Regions from separate parts of the Columba livia genome. Here region 1 is linked to region 2. Evidence: chromatin contacts called from public Hi-C data. All regions are on one chromosome and are shown on one strand. The core of a region is the stretch at or near the end of the contact, and the rest is flanking DNA. Distances in the headings are between cores, read along the strand shown.

The links. A called contact is a pair of places that touch in the nucleus more often than the background predicts.
Region 1: a Hi-C map of crop shows a contact between it and region 2, with 2.6 times the contacts expected there. The contact joins two enhancer-like sites. A contact is called at or near these places in 2 of 2 Hi-C or Micro-C datasets (crop and liver).

The regions. Positions count from the first base shown.
Region 1 is chr5:14,120,866-14,127,749 of bColLiv1.pat.W.v2, reverse strand. The region is part of intron 3 of BCL11B (BCL11 transcription factor B); the gene reads right to left. Among named protein-coding and RNA genes, the nearest start is that of BCL11B, 54 kb to the right of the region's middle. Within about 2 kb of position 2,984, at least 2 of the 3 cell types and tissues checked have an H3K27ac peak away from gene starts, as active enhancers do.
Region 2 is chr5:14,072,064-14,079,194 of bColLiv1.pat.W.v2, reverse strand. All of the region lies in intron 1 of BCL11B (BCL11 transcription factor B), which reads right to left. Among named protein-coding and RNA genes, the nearest start is that of BCL11B, 5.8 kb to the right of the region's middle. Within about 2 kb of position 3,389, at least 1 of the 3 cell types and tissues checked has an H3K27ac peak away from gene starts, as active enhancers do.

The sequences.
Region 1 (6,884 bases), core at 1,735-4,234, 49 kb before region 2:
GAGCTATGTGCTTCCCAACCCCTTTACACCTTTGCACTGCCAACACAAGGGAGTTCCACAATTTGCTCAGGGCCAGACACACCTTTATTCACAGGAAAACCTACTAAGAAGCAGCCAAAGCAAATCAACACTGAGTCAGAACACATGTGTACTTGCTCAAGTGACCACTTCCAGAAACAATAAAATACTGTGGACAAGCCTTGTCCTGCAAAAATTACACATTCACAGCTCATTCAGCAGTCTGGATTCATTGCAATGAGGAAAGCCACCATGTTACAAAGGATAGCTTCCTTCACACACTTTCTCAAGGGTGTTTTCTCCTACCCCACATAAGGATATAGGAACAACCAGTCAGGAGACTACACCAAGAGAAACTCTGACATATTTTGCTGACTGCACTGTAAGCTGTGCCCCATCTCTTGACTTCAGTCCTAGCTCTCCTCCACAGAAATGAAGTTTACCATGCACTACAGGCTGACCAGTGATGATATCACGCACATGAGTATCTCTCCAGCTTAATTTAGGATAGTTGTATTTGCATCAATTAAATTTCTTCCCTATAAGAAAACTAAGCTAAGAAGAGAGTGGAGAAAGACAAGTAAAGAAAGGCAAAAATCAGGTTTGGGGTTTTAATAACTTTAAAGTATGATCTGGTAGGAAGAGAGATACCATTTATTTTATTTTGGTACAATTTCAGATTTCCAGTCACTTTGTGAGGTATATCAGTTGGAAACTGTTGACATTATAGCAGAGTCAGGTAGATATAGGCCAGGAAAAATAATCAGAAACAATCTAAAAGGCCAGGTTTTACCCCGGTAGTTACTTTAATTGTCTAACTCCTCAGTTCAGTACTGTCCACAAAACAAAAGCCAAGGATTTTAAGAAACAATTTTATTTGAAATTAATGTTGTTATAGTTAGTCCCTAAATGGAAAAGACAGATAAATGTAAAACCAAGCTCTCCTCTGTTCTCACCTGACTACTGGATACAGAGTCCTATTCAGGTACCAGAGGAATGGAAGGTCCTACTGACAGTACTCTGTTGTCATTTTTACACGACTGCAGCACAGAAGCTGACATAGCCAGAGCTCTGGGATGCCAGTACCTGTCCTCCTCCATCACTCCAGGTCCTTTCTCTGTACCTTTTTTTGTCCTTCTCCTCTCTTCTCTCTCTCTTGCCATACACACATATCGCAAATCAGCCTGATTTATAGACAGCAAGGAAGATTTGAGTTGGTCCTTACATTTCCATCTGTCCACCTGTGAGATAGTTTGCTAGTCTTGGTATTATCTGAATGATGATTTAACAAAAAATAAAAATGCAAAAACCATTTCACCAAAAAAACCCCAAAAGTGACTAAATCTATTAATCTTTTTTTTACTCTTTTGTCCACAGTCATACTGGTGAACATTTAAGAGTCCAGGAAAGATTTTTAAGAGAGGTTTTAAAAAAGAAAGATTTCTTGTTTTTTTGGAAACACTCACAATCCTATTGCCATTGTCAGAAATGCCTGCCCTTGGCCAGAATTTCTCCTCCTCCACTCTGACATGCGCTGGCTGCTAACCTGCTGTTACATACTGGCTGGGAAGGCGAACTCCGACAGCCAAGAGAGCACCACGTGTGAAAGGACTGTACAGCATCATGCATTACTAAACTGAGGAGCCCACGTGAAAAGATCCCATTGGTACCTGCTTTTATATAAAAGCTATTGCACTTACTGTGTGCGAGTGTACGTCAAAGTTGGCAGGATGTTACAAAAACTGATCTTGTGCCCAGGCAATTCAGTCTTTTGGTCGTTTTACTGTCTGCTCTCCACAGTTCTGCATGAACTCAAGCTAGCAAACTCTGAAAAGCATTTGGCCTGGCTTGCCAGAAATGCTTGAGCACCTAGCCAGTCCACAAATAGAAAAGAGAACAGTATCAGCTTCGTAATTCTTTTTATGGGTTGAATTAACTTCAGAATCAGCATTGTGCAGGCAATAGCTCTGGAAACTGAACTTACCTGCCCTCGGACGACATACTCCCCAAGTAAGAACTGAGACACAAAGTCCTGGTTATAATCAACTCACAGTGCACTCTCTTGAACTGGAGTTTGTCAAGTATTTCTGACAATTTGAGGATAATGCTGTCTTGTGTACAGATATTTCACAAGCAGAGAAAAATACTACCTGGGATACATTATTTGTTAACTGTTCACTTGGCTCATGATAGGTGTGTGACTCTGAACTGTATTTGGCATCTAACATCTCTCTTTTGATAAATAGCAATATCTTAGCAGCCTTCTCTCTGAGCCAGTGCAGACAAGGAATGGGCAGCACACGTTCATCAAACTAACATCTGCTTTCAATTCTCATTTATAGATGTGGAATCCTTTCAACTGGACATTAATCATTCTCTACAGCAGCAATTAGATACTTGAGACAGATCAGAACAAATCAAATTACTCTTATTTATTAAACAAAAAAATCCTAAGGAGTAAATAAAAAAGATACCAGACCATCCTGTGTGCAGCAACATAAAAAGAAAATTAAGATACTGACACACAGGAGTCTAAAAGCTTTCAGGTGCTAGTTTCAAAGCCTCAGCTGAAACCAAATAGCAAAGGGCTCTACTGCAGAATGCCTCACGGCTTATTTTAGCAATAAGGTATAATTGAAAGGATTAATGCAAATGTAATGTTTCCCTTCCAAAAATTCCAGGAATGCAAAAATTACTCTCATCTGCACTGTGTGACTCATGTTTTTAATGCTGGAACTTCATTTTCACTCATGAGGAATTCGAGCTCAGGGAAATATTACCACAGAAATCCTCATTCAGACGACAAAGGAAAATATCTTTCTCTTTCACTGCAGTTAAACAAAGGCTAAGAATCTTGTCTTTGGAGAGTCTGGCTTGGTTTGTCGTCAGGCAATGAACCCCCTGCACACCAAGGATAGACACTGCCCTCCCTGAGAGATCAAGTAGATCAGGCTGAGGAGCTCAGATTCTCCAGACTAGCTTGAACCAAGCAGAGTTGCTTCGTTACACTGTGTTTCCCCAGCTTCACACGGCAGACAGCTTTCAGCGGGCAAGTTGAGGGACACTGACATATTTGCATGGAGATTAGTAGCAAAGCATTTGTAGATCACAAGACAAATCTGGACTGGTCTAGGAGAAGTTACGTAGCTATCCAACAAACACCTGATAATTCCTTTTTCTATCTTTCCTTCAATTGCTTTTTCCAAAAATTGCTTATAGTTTTTAACGAGGAAACAAGATAGCGTGCTTGCTACAGAAAACTGGCAATTCCTACCTGAAGAGCTCTCACAATCTAGATTACATGTATCAGCAGCATTTCAGAGTTTTTTTAATAAGGAGGTGCTAAATGTTAAGCAGATGAGAAGTTTCATGCAAGAATACATCTGAGAATGGTGAGCAGGGTTTGGCCATCCACACACAAATGATACTCATCTGCCTGTGCCAGAGATCATGAAATCAATCGTCTGCTCACATCCAGAAAGCCCCATCCCACTCTGGGCTATCTTTGCTGCTGGAAAGCGCCAGGGTGGGACAAGCAAGTCCAGAGGAAATGAGGTTCTGCTGGACACCATGAAAAAATTAGTTGCTTCATCACTTCTCCTCTGAGCACCTACTCAGGTTGTCCATGGGTGGGATGGAGGCTTGCATGGGAAGGAGGAAGACACTTTTCCAGTGAACGTGTCAGATCTCTCCTCCTCTTCCTTCAACACCCACAGCCTCCCATGCTGATCCTTCCCTCTCCCTTCCCCAGCGCCGCATATACCTGACTGTAATAACAGGAGAGATACCATCTGGGGTTAGCTCATTGCATGTTTATTACTCCTTTGTTTATTTTTTAATAAATATAAACTGTTGTTACCTGTGCAAGGCTGTGCATCTAGCCCAGTTCTGGTGAGCCTTAAAAGCCTCAAATTGAAAATAGCCTAAAGATGTGAAGAATCACAGCCAGCATCGCAGCGCAAAAGGCAGCCAGTTAGCTGAGGTATGAAGAGAGAACCATTGCAACATGCAGCACCTAGGGATGGTTTTATATTTAAGATTTCCTGGCTCGGAGGTACTGTGTTGGCTAGTTAGATGTATTTATAAATAGAAGTGTCTGCTGACATTAATCACAATAATTTGGTGACGTGGCTACCGATGTCAAATTACGAAAGGTGCAGGTACCTTACAAAGCTAAGACCAGTTTATCATTGGCCAGATCATTTATCAGCCAGGGAAAATAACCTTTTCTCCATGTTCTGTGATCTCATGCAAACGGGAATCTGAGTAAGAGAGGGAGGAAGGGGTCTTGGGTTTTTATTTTATTTGGTTTTTCGTTTGGTTCGATGTAACTTTAAGAAATATTAATCTGCTCCTTCATTTAATTTCATCTCTACCACTGGCCAAGGGAAATGCACTAATTTATTAGTTGAAGTAAGCCTTGAGATAATGTCACCCACCATTCATCCAAATTTGTCACTAGCATCCCATTAAAGCTGTAATTATTTTTTAATTAAAACTAAGGAAGCTGGCATGCGTGTGCCTACTTTATACATCTGTTATGGGTTAAAATAGCTTTTAAAAAATGTTTTTTTAGACCGCAGTCTTTTGTGGCCATGGCCTATGCCAAAGAAAACGCAAACTTGCTTATTTTCTCCATGGGGCGCAACACTGCCTATGTGTGCCTGAACAGATTCGACTGGCCGTGAAAAGAATTCTAAATAAAACACAAACATGGAATTTGGCAACGCCACAGAAGCGAGCTTAAGACTAATTCCAGCATGCGGACGGCTCTCACACAGCAAGTCTGGCTCCACTATAAATGAAACCAGGCTCTGTAAAATCGCCAGTAAAGTTGGAGTTAGGATTTAAAGAGACAGCACTCTTATTCCAGAGTTTAGGGGAAAAAGCACACAGGCACACGTGCACACACTGTCACATACCCCAGCTTATTAAGGAAATTCATGCTGGCCCAATAAGTCTGAATGTTGCAAGCTGTGTTAACTTTCAGCAGCCACTTCCACTTAAAAAAAAAAAAAGTGCAAAATGCACTTGATTTTTAGAAAAAACGCTGTAATTATTACTGCAGGGACCACTGGCAGAGACAGCAATGAACGAAGGACCTACCTGATGGCAAAGTTGAAATGATATATTAAAAAAAAGAAAGAAGTTGGGGCAGAGCAGAGGAAGGGAAAGGTGTGGGTGGGGAGAAACTCCATGGTCAGGGTGGCCAAGGACAGAGCAGCCTGTTCCTATAAGCCAGCCCAGCAAGCGGGATGCTGACTCACTGGGCCTTGCTGGGAGGGAGCTCTATGCAATACAGCCCCCGTGCTGCCAGGGAGGGGAGCAAATCTAACCACGGACAATGCAATCCCCTGGTTAACACCTCCTCAGCAGCCCCAGCCAGCCCCAGAGAGTAGAGTGAGGAGAAAGTGAGAAACAGCATTCCCTCATCTTTACCTATTAAGGAGAAAACAAATTTAAGATGTCCCAGCTTACAATCACAAAATATGGCCTGGCAAACTTAACAGGAAAGGGCAAGGAGCAAATTATTTAACAGTGATAGTACTGTCTCCCACACATCCTCATTCTCCCTTACAGCTCTGGATGATATCAGAATTAAAATTAAACCACAGGTGCCAACCTCAAACCCTGACCATCAGTTTTTAACTCAAAACAGGGAGAAGAGAAGGGAAGATTTTCTGGCTAGAGGGTTCTAAATATGGGAAGACATTTATGAGTGTGCTCGACTGCACTAATGAACGCTGACAGTGGTGGTGAAGGCAGGGGCCAGCATCACTGGAGCTTTCACACTGCTCGGCATGGAAAATGTGCAGAGAAAGTACGAAGGAAATTAGGAGGGAGTTTACAACAATTTCACAAGATTTTGTACAACTATGCTATGTATTTCTTGCCAATGATAGCGAAGGGTTTGGTTTCAGTAGGCTACAGAGTTTTTAAGATGCTACCTCGACTTTACAATGGAGGTATTAATACAGTTTAAGGAGAACACAGAAAAAATACAGAAAGAATGTATTATTTTAAAATTATATTTTAAAAAGCATTGCAGAAAGGTAAAGTTACTCAGTAATCTTGTCCTCTCCGTAGCCAAAACCACAATGATCCTATTCCCAGTTGAACTGACGGTTCACACATTTTTATAAAGGTTTTTGATTAATCAATCCGTAAACACTCAATTTTTAGACAGACTTTGCATTATAAGCCTGTCTGTGCCACAATAAATGAACTTACTCTCTCCCTGTCCAACCTGAAGAGAGAAAATAACCCCAGTCTCTGTTAGGAGATGCAAACTGAAAAAAATAGGTCCCCCACAAGCAAAGGGTGCTGCTGCCATGTTGTTGTCCCATTGATTTTTTGTTTTTCTCACTGAACACCATGGACAGTTTGAAATGGTACATCTTTCCCGACAATACTCTGATTCTTACTTAAATTTCCGTACATCCCTGAATTCCATAGATCATGTTCACAGCTGGCATAAGAGTACAACACCACTGAAGTCAGAAAGCAGCTCCTGGAAAGGTGCTCAGCTAAGCATCCCTCAGCAGTCCCTAACCCATCCATCAGTGGACTGCTGGCATGGTACAACATGCCCTGGAAGAACTACGCTTGTCACACAGCCATGGAAGAGACGTAAGGATCAGGTTTAGACCTGGGCCTCAAGTGAAGTAATCTAGGTCAATACAAGAGAGGTAAGGAGACCATCTGACACACAAAAAGGGTAAGATGCTCTCCTCCCATTGCCAGGGGATGGACTGAAAATAATGAGTTCACAATAGGCTCCAAGTAGCCAAGTGACATTTAAACAAGCATAAAAGCTGCAGGTATGTTCTGCAAACTGTCCTCTCTCTAACCAGAGATTCCTTATG
Region 2 (7,131 bases), core at 2,140-4,639:
CGTACACACCTGAGACAGAGCAAGCCCAAGCACCCCCACAAAGAGCCAGGCAACGCATCAGGGTTTAGGGAAATGAAGAGGGAAAACAACACAATAACCACACTGGACCCAAACAGGACAAAAGCCAAGAATATCCGAGGATCTACAAAAACCCCCAACACTTGTCATATGTTATTTTATCAGAAACTATGTACGGTGAAGAAGGCAGGGATGTGTCTCCTCTTAAGTAAGCTATACGTTCATAAAAAATATTTACTGCTTTAGAAAGTGTAAAATGCATAGGCTCTTCTATAGACTGCAGCAGCTGTAAATCTCCACAGATAAAATGGGATGTGATGATGTGATATAAAAGCATGCTTTGTTCCCCAGTGAATACATTTGTTTTATTTAAAACTAAACGACAACCAAGGAGAGAAAGGAGCGCTCGGTGCCACAAAAGGAGAAGGAGCAGTATTTGGGTGCAAGCTTTTAACTGGCATAGAAAAGGATATTGGAAGCACAGATTCTTACCCAAGGATTTTAAAGGCATGATCAAAATTGAGTAATTAGTTTTGAACACGTATTAAACACATAACAGCTCTGTTCTTTTCTTAAATATCAGGCTCAAAAGCAACTGTGTTTCTCAATTGTGTACGGCACACTGTTGCTCATATGCAATTTTCTTAAGCCTTTTTTTTTACTTTCATTGAAACATATTCATTATAACATTCAGCGAATTTATGGCTTCTTCCAGTGGCTTAGTAAAAGGGGTCATAAAAAAGTTAAGTAAACCAGCGTGTTTTTTTCCTCTCCCTTAACTTTGGATTCCTTTTTTATACTGTGCTGCCTAGTGCTTAGTCTTTGGAAAGTACCTTGGGCATATCCAGCACACACACAAATTATCAGCTGCTCCAGGAATAAAAAAATTTTTAAAAAAAGGAATTTCTTGCACTGAGGCAACTGCACAAAAGACTTGCATATGTCAAAAATACAGAACTAAGTCCCCGTGAATGCTGCACCATTAATCAAATCCCCGATCTGGTGTCACTTTTGCCAGTAAAATGATGATACTCTCTAACCTGCTTCTACTGGCGTGTGCCTGCAACGCATGAAGTGTGTCCCTCTGCTTTAATTTGTTTTTGAATAGCCTGCTTTAGGCATTTTTTATATATCCTTTGGAAAAAAAAAAAAAAAAGAAAAAGAAAAGAAAAAAAGAAACAGAAAGAGGCTACTACTTAAAGCTCCAACAAGGGTCTACAGTACTGAGCAAGAAACAGCATTTTGGGAGGGAGGGTGGACAGCGAGCAAATTTAACTGATGTTCGGGAGCTGAACACACAGCTGCTTCTGAGGCTGTAACCGTGGGTGCCGAGGAACGATGTGCAGCCTGCCCAGATACATTTTAAGAAAGTAAATAAACATGAAAGAGGAAGGTGCTGTAGTAAGAGCAGCTGAATGAATCATGCATTTATCAATGCACGCAGTTATTGCTGTCGTTTCCCTCCCTCGTTAAAAAGATACATATATATAAATCCATCTACAGCCAATGCTGATGCTTCACCAAGCATTTTTATGGTACCACTAACTTTAAAGCAGGCGGTAACCCCCAACCCTCATTTATTTTTCCGCCTGCTTTCTCTGGAGGCTACCGAGGGAAGACCAAATTCAACCGACCACTGCAACACAACCCTGGAGAAACAAAACTGCGATCAAAAAGAAGGAAAAGCTCCATCAGTGAAGCAGAGAGCCATTTTCAGGTAGCAGGTCTCTGTGGGGAGACTTTTCCACCAGGCTTCAACCTGGGGGAGTGGGACGGGTGGGAGGCAGAGGAGGGAGCAGGACGAAGGGGAGTGTGGTTGTGCATGTGCTGGGTGGGCAGAGGCGACGGGGAGGAGGAGAGAGAGATTGCTGTTTCTCTTGGTGAAAGTTAACAGTTGTGGAATGGAAGGAAAGCCATCGTCAGAAAAGTTTGATTTTTCAGGAGGGGAGAAGGGAAGGTTTCTCCCGCGACTGGGGAATGCCAGCATCAGCAGCGGCCTGGGCACTGTGCTCTTCAGCTTATCGGTCTGTCAAACGAGCTGGCTGCTGTCTGTATGCTTCCAACTAGCTCAATTCAAACATAAATGAAGTAGAGAAATAATCAGATAAATTGCTGGCCCTCACTACCCAAGAGTGAAGGGGTTTTGTACAGCTGATGACAGCCCTGATCTTTTGTCTGACCTAATTTACTTCTCTTTCAGGTTAGAATAAAGTGCACTTTCCTGTCACAGGATAACCTCCATCCACATATTGTGCCATAAAAATAAGAAGATGCTTGTGCTATGTTAGCAATATCATAACCTGATGAATTTCTAGGGTTGGGTGAAATAAACATTCACCGATCAAAGCTTCCCATGTGTACGCCACAAAATTATATGTTTGGGCAAGAAAGCGTCCCGCTAAAGTCCGTCCATGAAGCACAAGCCGACTGCAGTAGAGAACAGCACAAGACCAGCAGAGCAGCCTGTGAGCTGCTCAGCAGCAACTTCTGCATGACAGATGTGATTTTGTGTTTATTTCTCTAGAAAAAAAAAAAAAAAAAAAATAGCTTATTTTCGTTTGCAAGAACTGCAGATTTTTTTTGCTATACGGGTCTGATGATGAAAGTAAGGTAAACTATCTAATGTTAAATCCTCTCGGCAGGGATACATGTGGCTTTCTGACATGTAATCAACACCAAATTATGTACATGTATGTCTGCTTTATTGCTCTACACACCTTCCCCTAGAACTCCAGTTTCCCCGCTCTGTGTTTTTATGTCCACTGGAACAAACAAATGGGTCTCTGTGGGTTTTTTTCCCCCCACGCACAGAGACTCACTCATGTACAGGTATAATTAGCCTGATTGCTATCTGACAACAACAAATTGAGAATTTAAACATCGTACGTTGACGATAAAAGGCATTGTTAAAAAATAATTTGAATTAAAAATTCCTGCCCGCCCGAGCCCATTACTCAGCCACAATTTAGCTAAAAATAGATTTGTCTCGCTCACAGCCCCTCTCAGCTAGTGCTGTATAGATCTTCGCATGAAAATCAATACCACAACTTTACACCGAAAACATTTTGCAACACCGTAAACTGCCTGAGCCGCGGCTGTGATTTCCCCGGGCAGCGCATCCCGTCCCGGGCAGCGGCCCCGCCGTGCCGCGGGCCGGGAGCTCCCCCTAGTCGTCATCTCCCGCCACTGGCAGCCGGGCCACCAGGCAGGCTCGGGAGGCGAGCAGAAAAGAAGCCAGCAAAGTTTATTTTGGAAAGTGTTTTTCCATCAACAAACAGCACGGAGCGCAAAGCGATCCAGGTAGGAAACGCGGAAGGGAAGCAAAAGTCTTGCACAGAGGCAATTTTTAAGCGAAAAGATTTGCCAGCAGGAAGCTCAGCCCCGGGAAGAGCCGCTGAAGAGGTGTCAACTGGAGTCGGTAACCGGTATCAATAATTTGTACTACTTCTACGAGCGCACACTCCTGTAAGTCCTAATTATTGTCAAATATGCCACAAGACAACCCTTTGTTCTCCAGAGAAACATACATTTTGCGCAAGACAAGGGCTCCAACCACTCCTATTAAAGGCAGCCAGGTTGTAAAATCTTGAAGACTTTTATTTCTCAATATTTAAATAAGCCGGACAAAATATGCTCTGCATCTGCCGACCAGCAAATAACATAAAATGCAAAATGATTTCTCACCCGCTGTATATCTATTTAAACCACTGAGCACATCCAACAAAAAGGACAGAACAACCTAGATCCTCAATCTAGCTACGCTGCAACAGTTTTTAAAAAACATTTTAAAATACCAGAAACTATTAAAATGTGCCAGTTTTTTTTTTTTTTAAATCTCGCAAGTCTGGTACAAATACATTCAAATGAACGGCAAGTGAAAGCCAACAACATGCAACCTTTATTTTCCTGTCCTATTTAAAGCCAACACATGTAATGCTTTTTAAAAACATGTTAAGCTTTTCTGTGCACAACTATGCAGGTATTATGAAAAAGTCAGCTGCCTCCAAAATAATAATAATTTCCACTCTAATTCTTTAGTCACAGCTTACGTTCTCTTTGTATTAGAATTTATTACCTTGGTGTGTTTTGTTGTTTTTTGGGGGTTTTTTTTTGTTTTGTTTTTCTGTAGGAAAAAGTGCATTAATTGCACTAAATCTAAATGCATTTTAAGAGAAGCTCCTTGAAGCAATTTGGAAAACTTTGACATGCAAAAACTTGTAGGGTTTTTTTATTATTATTGCTAATGACTACGTACAGATACAAAGCAATAAAGGAAATTATTACTTTTCCTAGGGAACCTGTTGACCAGGTACTGAAAAGCCTCCTTGGGAAACCTGGCTTTCTACCTGGAATTGTATGATTTTACTGAACCTTTCCCTCCCAGTCTTTACTTCTGCTCTACAGAAATGTTCTTGCATTGCCGCCTTCTGCAAAACTGCTATCAGCAAGCTTTTTACATGCTCTCGCCTTTCACATTTCCTTCAAATACAAAATGCAGGACTAGTTTGAAAACAGATTTCTCGAGTTAAAAAAAGATGTTTAGCTGGAAAATCAGCAATTTGAATCAAACTAAAATAACGTTTATTTGCATAGAGCAGCTCAACAGCTCAGCCTCCTCTTTACATAATTGCCTCTTTGGCTTTGTCCACTCATCTAACTGAGCTCGACTACCAAGTTTGTTCTGTCCACCACGGCTGAATAAAGGTCCAGAGCTGCTCTTCTCTAAGTGTTTTCCTTCTTTTTGCCCTGCACATGCATCTATTACGGGGCTGCCTGGTTGAGGATCAACAGGCCATCCTGTTTTGTAGTTTTAAAGACCACTGTGCTAAGGATACACTGCAACTCTGGACCACGACTACATTTCAGCCCCTCTGCTTTTTGTGTTGTTTGTCTTACACAGGATCTAAATGTTTCTCTGAACACCAAGAGCATGAAACCCAATAAACTCCAGCTGAACAGTGTCAGAAAACTGTTCTCTCTCTCTCCCCCCACCTCTCTCCCAATCTCTATTTCCTTGCCTGGCACAGACCTCAAATCCAGCCTGAAATGCAACTTTCCTGACAGATGCCAAAAAGGGAGAGTGAGCCCAAGCTGAACATGACATAAATGCAAGATTTCAGAAAATAGTATCAAACCATCCCAGCTTTGGGGGCTTGGCTTGGGGTTGTCTTTATTTTGTTGTAAGTGTTTTGGTTTCCCATTCTGTCGCCCGCTACTTTCCAAACTCTCCCTTGCAGAGGACAGTCTCCCTGGCTGCTATTTCCCCAAAGAATGACACCTTCCCGGGGAGTGCGGGGATTGCGAAACCTCCTCCTGCAAGCCTGCAGCTGAGGCTCCGCGCCTGTGCGCTGAAATGCCTGCGCTCCCTGCTCCCCCCAGCCCCAGCCGCAGCGCGCCCCCCCCCCACGCCCCGGCTCCCACCTCCTCCTCCCCTGAATACCTTCATTTTTTTCTGCCACTGTTCAGTATGCAGGCTGATTTCTCCGCCAGCTTCCTCAGGATGGAGAGACAGATAAATACAGGAGGGGAGGGAGGGAATATGCGTACCGCTCTGCTCTCCATTCCTCCCCAGCCTCCTCGCTAAACCCATTGTACACGCAGCTCCTCGGCACCTTCTCATGCTCTCCTGCCTCATTATTTACTTTCAAGTAAAGCGATCAGAAAAGGAGATCAAACTGGAATAACAAACCTACCTGTCTCTCTTCTCCACCCCACCTCCCCCCACCACCAGCAACATCAGCGAGAAAATAAATGTTTCACCCCTTTAAACAAATTCAAACGTGCGCAACAAACCAGATTTTCCGCACACCCCCTTTCAACACCACACATTTCCTCGGAACTGAAACAGAAAAGAAGTGGGAGAAATTTCACAGGGCGATTTAGAGGGGTTAGGTTGTTGACGCTTTTTCTTAAAAAAGAATAAAATAAAAAATTAAGAAGCCACCAATAAAAAAGGAAATGCATTTTCCAAACCGGATGGTTAAAAACAAAAATGCAATTAACGAAGGGGAGGGAGCTGAGGAGGGGGTTGAATCCACCTTTTATGGTGATGCCAATCTGGCTCCAAAATAACAATGAATTAAAAACAAACCCCCCCAGAAATAACTTCATATTAGATGCATCTTCATTTGTGTTCCACCAGCTGATGGGCTGGGAGGCGGGGGGGGAGAGGGAGGAACGGGTTAAAAAATAAAGGTACACCCAAAAAAAAAAAAAAAAGAGACTAAGAAATTGAAATTTCGGGACTCAAACTGCCTCCCCCACTAAACCCCTCCGATACGAAAAGAAAATAAATCTCACAGGAGGTGGAAAAATGATAAACACATAGATATCTCCATTCCCAAGGAAATCTTACAAACAGAAATTTATCACCGGTAACAAAGAAAGAGGAGCTCGCAAGCACCAAATGCTCCTGGCAGATGGCTCCTATTCTTGGCTTTCAGGGGAGGGAGAGAAGCCGGGGGAATATTTTATTTATTTATTTAAATTCTTTAAAATCTCAACATAAATATTCGGATCCACCGCGGCTCCGGCTCAGCCCCGGGCTGGCTCGGTGTGCGCCGCCGCCCCCCGCAGCACAGCAACTTGCGGACTCCTCTTAGGGGAAAGGGGTGTCTGGCCGGCCTTCCCGGCGGGGTGCGGGGCCCCATCCCGGCCTCCGCTCCCCCAAACCTCGCCACGATGTGCAGGGAATTTTCTACCAACCCCCCCAAACGGGTCCCATGCTACAGGAGGAAAATGGGGACCTCCTTGACTCCACTGCCGTACCCCGGTGGTAGCGGAGAAGTGGGGAGCGCTGGTGTCCCGCGCCCCGGGGGGAGCCCCCACTCCTCTCCCCCCCCACGCGGCACAAGCCCCGCGGGGACGGGAGCGGCGGAGCAGCGGAGCGGGGCGCCCGGCGAGGGGACCTGCCCACGACCGTGCCTGCAGGCGCTCGCCCTTCTCCCGGGGCTTTAGGGGTGGAAACGGGGAGGAAGGGGGATGCTGGAGCTGGAGGGGGGTGCCTCCTTCCCTCCCCCCACTTTATCTTTTCCTTCTCTTTTTTTGGGGGGGGCGGTGAGGGGGCGCGCGGCGGGCGGGTATGTGTGTGTTTTCATTTTACAATGGGAGCTT